3 separate regions of the Sus scrofa genome follow, and regions 1 and 3 are each linked to region 2. A link is a contact called in public Hi-C and HiChIP or PLAC-seq data. All regions are on one chromosome and are shown on one strand. The core of a region is the stretch at or near the end of the contact, and the rest is flanking DNA. Distances in the headings are between cores, read along the strand shown.

What was found. Hi-C and Micro-C count contacts between places; a contact is called where the count stands out from the background. HiChIP or PLAC-seq counts read pairs in DNA pulled down with a chosen protein or histone mark.
Region 1: a contact with region 2 is called in an H3K27ac HiChIP or PLAC-seq map of alveolar macrophages. The contact joins the promoter of MOAP1 here to the promoter of BTBD7 in region 2. A contact is called at or near these places in 2 of 47 Hi-C or Micro-C datasets (embryonic fibroblasts and heart right ventricle) and 1 of 2 datasets of contacts at active chromatin or transcription factors (alveolar macrophages).
Region 3: a contact with region 2 is called in a Hi-C map of embryonic fibroblasts, with 1.7 times the contacts expected there. The contact joins the promoter of ITPK1 here to the promoter of BTBD7 in region 2. A contact is called at or near these places in 2 of 47 Hi-C or Micro-C datasets (embryonic fibroblasts and heart right ventricle).

What each region holds. Positions count from the first base shown.
Region 1 is chr7:114,572,377-114,576,234 of Sscrofa11.1, forward strand. MOAP1 (modulator of apoptosis 1) reads right to left here and starts at 1,676. Exons shown (of 5, transcript XM_021099631.1): 1 at 1,224-1,676; 2 at 835-1,108; 3 at 707-833; 4 at 42-704; 5 at 1-39. The coding sequence starts at 987. It overlaps TMEM251 (transmembrane protein 251), which reads left to right and starts at 2,017. Exons shown (of 2, transcript NM_001001629.1): 1 at 2,017-2,246; 2 at 2,682-3,511. The coding sequence starts at 2,167. The coding sequence ends at 3,093.
Region 2 is chr7:114,705,066-114,708,534 of Sscrofa11.1, forward strand. It overlaps BTBD7 (BTB/POZ domain-containing protein 7), which reads right to left and starts at 1,991. Exons shown (of 11, transcript XM_013989220.2): 1 at 1,763-1,991.
Region 3 is chr7:114,518,463-114,521,945 of Sscrofa11.1, forward strand. It overlaps ITPK1 (inositol-tetrakisphosphate 1-kinase), which reads right to left and starts at 1,714. Exons shown (of 10, transcript NM_001143692.2): 1 at 1,487-1,714. The coding sequence starts at 1,581.

The DNA.
Region 1 (3,858 bases), core at 426-2,925, 130 kb before region 2:
TTAGTGTCAGTAACTGCAATAAGCCAGGGACTGAGCCTCCTCTGATAGAGTCGACTTCCTGCCCGGTGTTCTGCAGACCATTCCAGCAATGGTTTGGTCTAGATGGGCCTGATTCACAACTTCTGGCTCAATTGCTCCTCTCTCTACCAGCTTCTGCAGTAGAGGCTCCAGCCTTAGTATGTAAGCAGACAGTTTTTCTTCATCCTTCTAAGTGGTCAAATATTTGAACTGCTGCTCCCTAGGATCATCGAGAACCCTAAATACCTGCTCAAGAACCTGCAGGCATTCAGGGACTGTGATTAAAGGACTGTTTATCTTGAGGACACGAATGATATCAGATGCTGGGCCTCTAAGGCTCTCCAGCAATCGCCTTCTTTTTTCAGCATCTGACATTTGTCATGTTTTCATTATTTGAGTGATATGAAACAGCCAGGATACAAATTCTTCTTCTTCTGGTTCTGAAGGGTCACTGCCTGAAAATACTTTCGGCTTTTTGTACTTCAAGTATTACAGGGCAGGCTGCACAGCCTCATCTAATGCCTGTGCCAACATAGCAGCCTGCATTTCTGGGATCATGCCCTGGTCTAGTTCAAAAGGGCCGTTTCCATAGCCAAGGGCTCTGGTAAACTCACCCAAAGTCATGCCCTCTCCCTTTAAGAATTCATGTAATCTGCTTAAAAATTCGTTGTCTGGGTCTGGGGGCTAAAGATCACTCTCCAGCCACGCCCCTTTCCGGGTATCTCCTTAGGGACTAGAGCATGACTTGTCTCCTCAGTAAGCCCTATTAAAGCTACGTGCCTATTCTCATCCCTCCGGAACAGCCTCCTGAGCAGTCAGTCGGTACTCGCCCAAAAGAACTAAACCAGCTTACAGAGCCTCCTGCATTTCTGCCACATTACAGGCCTGGGGGATGCCGGCAATCAACAGTGCTTTCCGAGGGTTCCCATCCATCCCCCTACACCAGTCTTCTAAGAGCCTCAGCGTCATGGTGCCCCTCAAACAACCGATTGAAATTCCAATTTGCCCTGGCCACGGATGCCACCACAGTTCACAGTGTTCCTCCGAGGAACCCCCGTCAAGTCTCTCCTACGTCCGGAGTTCCGACGGGCTGCAAGGACCAAGCAATCGGGTTAGTTGAAAGTGTCAAGGAATGACCCGAGCCCGGAGAAGCCCAGAGGACCCGCGCCAGCGGCCGGCCCTACTGCGGCAGCCAGCCACCTTACCCTCTCTCGGCCTCGGGCGCCCGGCAGCAGACCGCGGGGTCCCGCTTCCCCACTCCATTATCTAGTCGCCAGTGTCTGTGTCCACCGCCGGCGGCCGAGGCGCCAAGACCTGCTGCCGATGCTTCCCGGATGGCCTGGCCCGAGGAGCGGGAGAGTGGCCTCTCCTCCACTCGAAGGGACACCCGAGAGGGATAACCGGGGCTGCGCAGACGAGCGCCGGAGGATGGCTGACCGCTCGTCGCTGCGGCGCTCTCCGCAGCAAGGCACGACGCGGCGATCAGAGCCGCTAGCGAAGCACAGAGGTCGAGGAGCGCTGAAGGGACCAGGCCCAGATGGCAGCCCACCCGAAGGTCGCGTCACCACCGGTGCCTCGGCAACCTCCGCCTGCGTAGCGATCCGAGAGCTGTCAGGTGCGCTCGGGAGGAGGCTGCCCCGCGGCTGCCGAGGGGCCCTGACGTCACCAAGGGAGGCGGGCCTTTGGGGGCGGGGCAGGGCGCTTCCGGCCGGGGCCGGAAGCCCGGACTGTGGCAGCATCCGGGACGGCCGGCGGGCGGGCCAACCCGGACAGGAGGTGAGAGTCGGAATCTGCCCAGCTCCGCAGGCTCGGCCGGTGGCCGCTGCCCGGTCCTGGGCTCCCGGCGCTGCAAGGCGAAGAGGCCCGGGTCTGGCGCCGCCCGCGCAGCCCTGGTCGCGGCCGGCGGGCGCTGCAGCGCGACAGGGGGCGGGGCCGGCCGCAGGGAGGCCGGAGCGGCTGGGAGCCTCCGGGCTGGGCCGGGTGACATCTGCTGGGGCTCCGGCAGCCGCGACAGGGGCCGGACCGCCGCGTGACCGGCTACAGTCACGCTGTGCTTAATCACAATTAGCTTTTGCTCCAGACTGGCGGTGCTCACCATTCTCCCAGCCGGTAACCCCGGGGATTTCTTTTATGGTGGCTTCCTCTGAAATGCCAAAGCCACCCGATTATTCAGAGCTGAGTGACTCTTTAACGCTTCCCGTGGGAACAGGAAGATTTTCGGGACCACTGTAAGGGTTTAAGAGTTACTTTCTTAACTTGGGGGCTCCAACATTGGTTTGACTTGTAGAACCGAGTGACATGAAGCAATACTGGTGAATCAGAAAGTATTTGAACTGTACACGTGAAATGTTGCGTAGAAAACTAGTTTAATTACAGTTTAAGGGAAGGTGTGCTGGACCCATTTAAGCTAGATATGATTTGTTGATCTGTGGGATTCGCATAAAAACACACTCAATATATACTGAAGCTTTACTTCCTCATAACTCACAGAAAACCTGTAAGTTGTTTACATTTCTTTAATAAATGGAAATTTAGTTATTTTAAACCTCACATGTGTTTGGGGGGGTATTTTAGAGCTTATTGGAAATAAAGTACATTTGGAATAGTTGACAAATACCAGCTTTATTAGACCCTAACTATTTTTTTTTTTTTTAAACCGGAAGGCACAGAGCATGGAGAATGATGAACTTCCGTCAGCGGATGGGATGGATTGGAGTGGGATTGTATCTGTTAGCAAGTGCAGCAGCATTTTACTACGTTTTTGAAATCAATGAGACTTACAACAGGCTGGCCTTGGAACACATTCAGCAGCACCCAGAGGAGCCCCTTGAGGGAACCACATGGACACACTCCTTGAAATCTCGGTTACTTTCCCTACCTTTTTGGTTTTGGACAATTATTTTTCTGATACCGTACTTACAGATGTTTTTGTTCCTTTACTCTTGTACAAGAGCTGACCCCAAGACGGTGGGTTACTGTATTATTCCCATATGCTTGGCCGTTATATGCAATCGCCACCAGGCATTTGTCAAGGCGTCTAATCAGATCAGCAGACTACAACTGATTGACACATAAAATCAGTCGCCATTTTTTCCTTACAAGTACAAAACTGCCGGTATTGTATGGAGCCTGATCACAAGACTGCAGTTCCTTCACAGATCTCAGGAAGTTGTGGTGGGGCAGAGGCTTTTTAAAAAAAATGTGACTAGGGGACTATCTTTATCTGAATAATAATGAGTTTTTAGGTAAAGCCTGAGATACAGTACTACAAAATCATGTTAATGACTTCAGATTTTGGAAGTAAAATTTTACCTGTTATTTGCATTCTTTAGAAACTTGAATAAGTTTACCTGGACTCATATTTTTATTCTACTGTGCAACATAGTGATGATTCAGAAAATTTTCCTTTGGGGAAAAAAATGAATATGAACATTTCCATTGTGTTTAATGTTAAACGGTCCAAACATGGTCATAAAATTTAAATTTTATACAATTACTTGGCTTGCTTTAAAATTCTTCAAACTAAAATACCAATTTATTCTGTTGTAGCTAAGCCAACTATTTATGCTTGCTTGCTATCACCGTGTGAGAAATTGGTTTAAAATTATTGAGGTGATGTTTCTTGATAAGCAAAATATGTTCTTTTGGTAATGCTACTGGCATTATTAATCAGCTAACTTTTTTTTTTTTTTTTTTTCTAAGGCCACACCTGTGGCATATGGATGTTCCCAGGCTAGGGATCAAATCAGAGCTACAGCTGCTGGCCTACGCCACAGCCACAGCCACGCCAGATCCTTAACTCACTGAGTTGGGCCAGGGATGGACCCTGCATCTACATGG
Region 2 (3,469 bases), core at 741-3,240:
CCTGTGTAAATGAACACTAGGTACAGCTTTTGGTGTATGAGTTTCAATGACTAGAATATGAAATCAGAATCATTTGACACGACTGTATTTTTGAAGGTTATCCTGTGACACAACACTGAAAAGTGCCGTGACTCAAGTAGCTGTGTGGAAATCAGGTGCTACAACCTGGCCAACACAACACAGGTGTTTTAAATCCTAAAATTAGAGTCTGATACCAAGAACCTGTTTAAATGCTGCTGCTGAGGCACCAAATAGAGCAGTTAGGTTTTGTGGGACAGAATAATGACCTATGCTTTTACTGAATGCATGCAAAAATGAGCAATGCTATGTACCTGGACAGAAATACAGTCACAGACCTATGAAAACTCTAAAAGAAATGTAAGTTTTTGTTAAATTCAGGTCAGTTACTGAATTTAATCTTCATCAGTTACTTGTGGTAATTTACAGTAACTGTCAAGGGTCAGAAAGAGGCGTTCTCCCTCATTTCTCCTTTCAACTTTACTGCACAAAGACCCAGGGGTGAGGATGCGTACTGGTGGTGAAGAGTGCAATCAGTGGAGTGGAGTGAAAAGAGCTTTCTAAATGGGGCGGAGAGAGGCCTAGATCCTAGTTTTGGTCCAATCCCTGGCCAGCTGTCCGACTCAGAGCAAGTAGTAGCTCATCTCCCTGGGCCTAGTTTCCCGGCTCTAAAACAAGTCACACCAGATCGCTAAAGATTTTTCTGACTCCAAAATTCCAGGACAAGATTAATTACAGCTGCCTTTAACATGTACGCTTCTTGGCAATTTCAAATCTTCTACATTTCCGGAAGAAAGTAATTGATTTCAGCAATCTAAAAGAAATGATGCTATTCAGAGACCAAACACTCTGTTAGCTGAACAAAGTAATGCTGTACAAATGCCTATTTCCTCATTACAGAAAGATGTGTTAGCAGAGGAAACTGTTCTCTGGTAAAGAAAACCAAGATTGCTTCTGCAAATTAGGCCTAATCCCGAGCACTGATTATCTGTGCCGGCATGTGAAGAGGTGCTATTGTAGTTCAAAGCAGAAGCAACACTCCTCAGAGCTTCTCCTCCAAAGGGTGAGAAAGTTCTCATCCTCGGGGTAAGGCTAGTAAACAGCTGTGCAAATGATGAGACACGGAAAAATGCACGCTTTTAGCCTTTCAAGTACTCCAAACACAGACTCCTTTATCAAACACTCGGTATTGTCTCCCAACCTGTCAAAGCGCAATTCCGTGCCCGAAACAGTAACTTACCCGGACAATGTAACTTCTCCCCCTGGGAGCAAACATCCACAGGCCCGCTGCCCCGACTCCTAATTCCGTCCGGCCGCTCTCACGCCCACCCCGGGGCGATCGCAGCCCGGTAAAAGCGCGCCCGAGTCTCGGGAGGGGTTTCCCGGCGTCCTGGGAGCGGCGGGTCCCGCCCCTTGGAGCCGCGAGCCGGGAGCCGGCCCGGCCGCCGCCTCGGCCACCTCGGGCCGCTCTCCCCGCCCCAAACGCCACACCTCGCGCCTCTGCCTCCCGGACGGCGGCACACAGCCCAGCCCGCCCCTCAGAGCGCACCGGGACCGGTCAGCCGGCCCCCGCCGCCGCCGCCGCCTCAGCCGGACCACTGTTCCGTCCACGCCCGCCGCCCCGCGCCTCCCGCGGCGGCCCGGCCCCAGCCCTGCACCCCGGCCGCCTTCCTCGCCGGGACGCCCAGCGCCGCTCTGGGCACAGCCTCCGCTCACAGCCTCAGAGACACCGAGGGACACTCACCCCACAGGCTCCTCCCGCCGCTGCTGCTGCCGCCGCTGGGACCGCGGCCGTCGCCCCCGCCGCCGCCGCCACCAGCACCGCCGTCCGCACCGGCGCCAGCGCCTCCGGCCATCCTCCTCCAGCCGCCGCCGCCGCCGCCGCTCCCGTCTCGGCTCTTGTCAATGGCTCAGGCTCCAGGGCTTCTCCAGGTTCCCCTCGCCGCCATTTTGACGCCTAGAGCGAGCAGGAGGGGCTCGGCTCGGCGCGGGCCTGGGGCGCCTGCGCGGCGTTGCGGAGCCGGCCCGAGCCCCGCCCATCCCGGCCGACGCCGCGCCCGGGGTCACGTGGGTCGGCGGCGGGGGCCGGGGGGCGCGCGCGCTGGGGCTGGCAGGAGAGGCGCGTTCGCGAGAATTCGGGAGCGGTCGGGGCCGGGTGCGCGCGCATTATTCCCGCTCTGAGTTTGAAGCAGGTTGTAGCGTCCTGCTTATTCCAGGGAGTTGTGGCAAATAATTAAATATGTCAGAATGGAATTATTATTACTAGGTTGCCCGACGACCAGTTCTACCAATTCATGTTTATATTCCGCGGCCAGCATCCCGATCTATCGCTCACGAGGCATCTTTCTAAAAACGAAGACTGCACTTCCGCTGAAACAGTCTTGGGGTTTCGGTGGCTTCTTAGCAGTGTGTCTTAAGCCCTGTCTCTGTAGTACTTTCACAAACGCCACCGAAAAAGACAATAAGAAGTTTTCCTCGGAAAGATACCCCCATAAACGAGGGATAAGAATGGATGGAAACACACAGTCGCCACACAGGAAAGTGAAATCGCTCTCCCTAGATGGAGTCTGGGAGTTAGCAATAATTTCAGTGATGCACTAACAAAAACACATATTTGTGGAGCACCTTACAGTTTGCAAAACACCGTTAAATACATGGCTCCCTTTGAACACCAAAACGACTTTTTGAGGTAGTCGGGACAGGTATTATTATCGGCATTTTACAGCTAAGGAAATAGGCTTAAAAATACTAAGTCGTTTGCCCCGGGGCTTACATGCAGCATTAGTAAGTAGGCGAGCCGAGACTGGAACCCAGACATTCTGACCCTGGTCACCGGGTACCTTACCCCTGCAGTTCTCCGACAGGCCTTGGCAATACCTCATGTATTTGTCCTCTGGGAATTTATTTAAAACCCTCTTTAAAGGATTTGCACTTTCCATTTCTACCCATTCTTTGAGAAACAAGTTTTCTAAGTCATTCCGAGACTTTTTATTGCTCTCAAACTACCTCTGAGCTTAAAAGAATAACAGCAATTTCTAATTTGCGGATGTTTTAAATTTCTTCATCTTTCATTATTATTTTAATTTTATTTGTTATTTTTATTTTTTGGCTGTACCTGTGGCATGCAGAAGTTCCCAGGGGAGGGATGGAACCTTGCTACCGCACTAACCAGGGCCACAACAGTGATGATGCTGAATCCTTAACCTGCTGAGCCTCTAGGGAACTCTGGTCCTTTATTACTTCATACATTTCCCATTTAATTGGAAGATTTAAGTTTATTTATTTCTGTCTCTTTTTTTTACATCCTTCAATGGGAGGATTTTTTTTTTTTTTTTTCTGCACCCAAAGCATGTGGCAGTTCCTTGCCCCGGGATTGAACCCGTGACACAGCAGCATCAAGGCTGGATCCTTAACTCTCTGTGCCACAAGGGACCTCCTCAATAGGAGGACT
Region 3 (3,483 bases), core at 464-2,963, 190 kb before region 2:
TCGGCGTCCAGGGCACATCTTCCACAAGTGCGTGTCTCTGCAGGGCTAGGTGCGAGGGCCCTTTTTGAATGTTCCAAAAGTCCTCAGACCCATTTTCAAAGCTCTGGCTGCAAGTTCCTCCTAGTTTCCTTGTGAATTCCCCGGCCACTCGGCATGCCCTACTGACCATGAAAAGCTTGCTTTCTCCTGGGGAAGCCAGCGTGAGGCAAGGCAGACAAGGCCCTATCCCCAGACCAAGGGACGCAGAACCAGGAGCTGTTGTATACAAGGGGCGCCCCTCTGGCTGCAGCGAGAAGAGCGCCTTGGGGGCTGGAACAAGGCAAAGGAGCAGCAGGCCCTGGGAAAAGGCATGAGGGGCACAGAGGTGCTGCCAGGCGGGCCTGCACCAGCCAGCTCTGACCAGCCACTTGCTCCGCACAAGGGGAGATAAGGAAACCCAATCATTATGTTTGGTGACCCAACAGGGATAAAAATGCAAGGGGGGGTCCATTTTCAAGAATCAAATCTACCAAGTGGAGACACTGCATAACAAAAGGTCTTCCACCTAGAGTTTGCAAAAGCCTGGGGGAGCCTGATTCTCTTAGGCTTTCACGGAGAACAGTATTTAACTAACAGCTTCTCAGAGCCAAAGCCACTGTAGTGAAGCAAGGTGAGGCAGACCTGACCCAAAACTGGATGCATCTGTAATGGACTAAGAATTCCATCGTATTAAAACACCCGGAGCCTCCACCCCAGAAGGACCAGTGGTGGGGGAGGGGGGGGAGCCCAGAGGGAGGAAGGCCGTTCTAGACCAGAAGCATTTACCCACCACCTCCTCTTAGGCATCAAGCCACTCCCTGCTGTGGGACCCCAGGGGGAGGTACCCCACCTCTCTGTGGATGGATCCCCCTTCTCAGACACGTGGCCCAGAATCACCAACCCAGCCAATTCTCAAGGCTGGTGCGAGGCTCTAATGAGACAGCAAATCACATACATGCCAAGTATTGCTACTCGCTTCAAAGAGGCTTAACCCAGTGATATGCGATGATAGCTTCTTGCAAAGACAGCTGCACAGGCGGGGCACAGAGTAGGTGGTCCACGAGCATACGAACCTCGGAGCCCTTCCCCATGAAGGGAAGAGGCCCAAGCAAGAAAAAACACTCCAGTCCAAAAGTACCTCCAGCCACAGGCATACGGCGTGGATCCCCCGATTTCCCAGGTCCCTCGGCCCCCTTTAGCAGTGCTCCCACCGCGCCCTGGGCAGCCAGGGGTCTCCCTACCGGGAGACCCAGTGCACCTGAGAGCCCTGGTCCGTGCCACACCGCCCATACTGGCAACTGCTTCCCTCGTACACAGCCCGCGGCCACCACAGCCACCTGGCTACTCGGACTCCGTGTCCCCACGCACCGCTCCTTCCCGTTTTGCTCTAATCTCCCGAACCAGCCGCTGAGGCTGAACCGGGCTCAGGCCGGGGGTCCCCGGGCGCCGGAGCCCCGTCCCTCCTTACCTGCACAGCTCGGCGAAGGCCTGGAAATTCAGCTTCTTGATTTTCTTCTCGCTCAGCCAGTAGCCAACTCTCTTCCCTTTCAGAAAGGTCTGCATCTTCCTCTTCGGGCGGAGAGCTCGGGTCGGAGGAAATCGCCCACAGGCCGAGTCTGGCGGCCCGGCGCGCGCCGCGAGCGTGCCGGCACCTCCTCCCGGCGGCGGGGACGCGGAACGGGGCTCCGGGCGCGCAGTCCTGCCGGGAGGGGCGGGACGGGGCGGGGCGGGCGCCCGGGCGGAGGGAGCGGCGCTCAGCGCGGCACTCCACTGGCTGCCGCTGCGCCGGGGCCGCCCGCGCCGCCGCCGCCCACGCCCCCGTCGCCCCCGGGGCTCCCGGCGCGCAAGTTCGCGAGCGCCGGCCCGGCCCGGCTGGGAAGAGGAGGGAGGCCCTCCCTCGCTGGCGCCGCCCTCCCGGCGCTGGGGACCGAGCAACACGCCCTCCAGCGGCGGCCGCGGACGATCGGCCACCGCGCCGGGGCTGCGCGCCGCCCCCAAGCCCCTCCTCCCCGCCCTCCCTCCCGTTCTCGCCCGCAGTTCCCCCTCCGAGCCCCGGGCGGCGCGTTTGGCCGATGCGAGCGGAGCGCGTGCGCTGCCCGGCGCGCTCGGACCCCGGCGGGGCGCACGCGGCCGCCAGCGCCCCCAGCCCCACCCCGCCCCGCCCCGCCGTCCTCACCCGCCGCCGCGGCCACCGCCGCCGCTGCCACTTCCTTCTCCTCTCCGTCGTCGTCCTCGCGCGCAGCCCGCGCTCTCGCCGAGCCCGGCCCAGCCGCTGCCACCGTGCTGACCCGGCCGGCAGGACCGCTGGACCAGGCCGGAGGAAACGCGGCGGAGCCGGCCGCCAGGGGGCAGCGCCGCCCGCCGCCTCTTAAAGGCGCAGCGCCTTCCCCGCCTTGCTCTTTGGTGCGCGTTTGTGTCGAGGATCAGGCTGTTGAGCCTGGGGGGTGGAGGGCTCAGTAGCGGCTTTAGGGCGGCCCTTGCCAAGTGCTTTTACTTTGTATAGGAGCGAGAGGAGTCGTGGTGGGGGATTTTCTGCCTGTCCTTTGGGAGTGATCGAGCCACTGAGTTTCATTCATCAAAAGCATCTCTGTAGTCCCAGCAGTATTGACCTCCGAGTGCAGCAGAAGGAGCAGGAAGGGGGGCGGGAGAGAGATACAGACACTCAATGATATCACCCGTCTTCCCTGAAGGAGACAGACCCAGGCTGTGCCCATGGGGGCACTTCGGGTGAGGACATGGACACTCAGGGGCCTTCGCAGGCTTCAGAGGTTGCCCGCCAATCACACTCGGGTCCCCTCCAGCGGGGGAGGGGAGAGGCTGGAAGCATCGAGGATCAGGGTGGGACACCCCCAGAAGACACTTTCCTTTGGGGACGCAGAGCAGCTGCAGGCCCAGCACCCTTAGTTCACCAGCCCCACCCTGCCTGCCCACGCCCTGTGGGCATTAGGGAAGCATCCAGCCCTTGGAGGATTGGGGGAGAAGCGAGCATCTCTCCCCAGACACCGGCAAGAAAAATGAATGGGAGGGAGGGTTGGAGGGCGTCTCAGACTTTCAGGGAAGACATTTAAGCTGGCCGTGGAAAATACGGAGGAGTTCGACGGGCCTGAGAAAAGAGAATAGCTTGAACGGAGGCTGGGAGAAGTGAAAGAACCAAGCTGTTAGGGACAGACTCTCCTTGACCAAACTTGAACGCTGTCTTTAAGGCCCAGCCCCTGGGGGCCTGCCTTCTTCCCCTAATTCCAACTTTCCCCATCCTTCTTCCCCATGGCTTTCCCGCTGCTACTAGGTGAGACTTGTCCACACCAGACTCTGGCAGTGAGCACACCTGCCCCCTGTCTCCACCTCTCAGCTAGCGCCACCCTTTACCCATCCCCCTCCCCTGGCACCCTTGCTGGGTGACCTTGCCGGCCACTTAGTCTCTCTGGGCCTCAGGTCCTACCGCTTTGGAGGTAAACAAGAAGAACA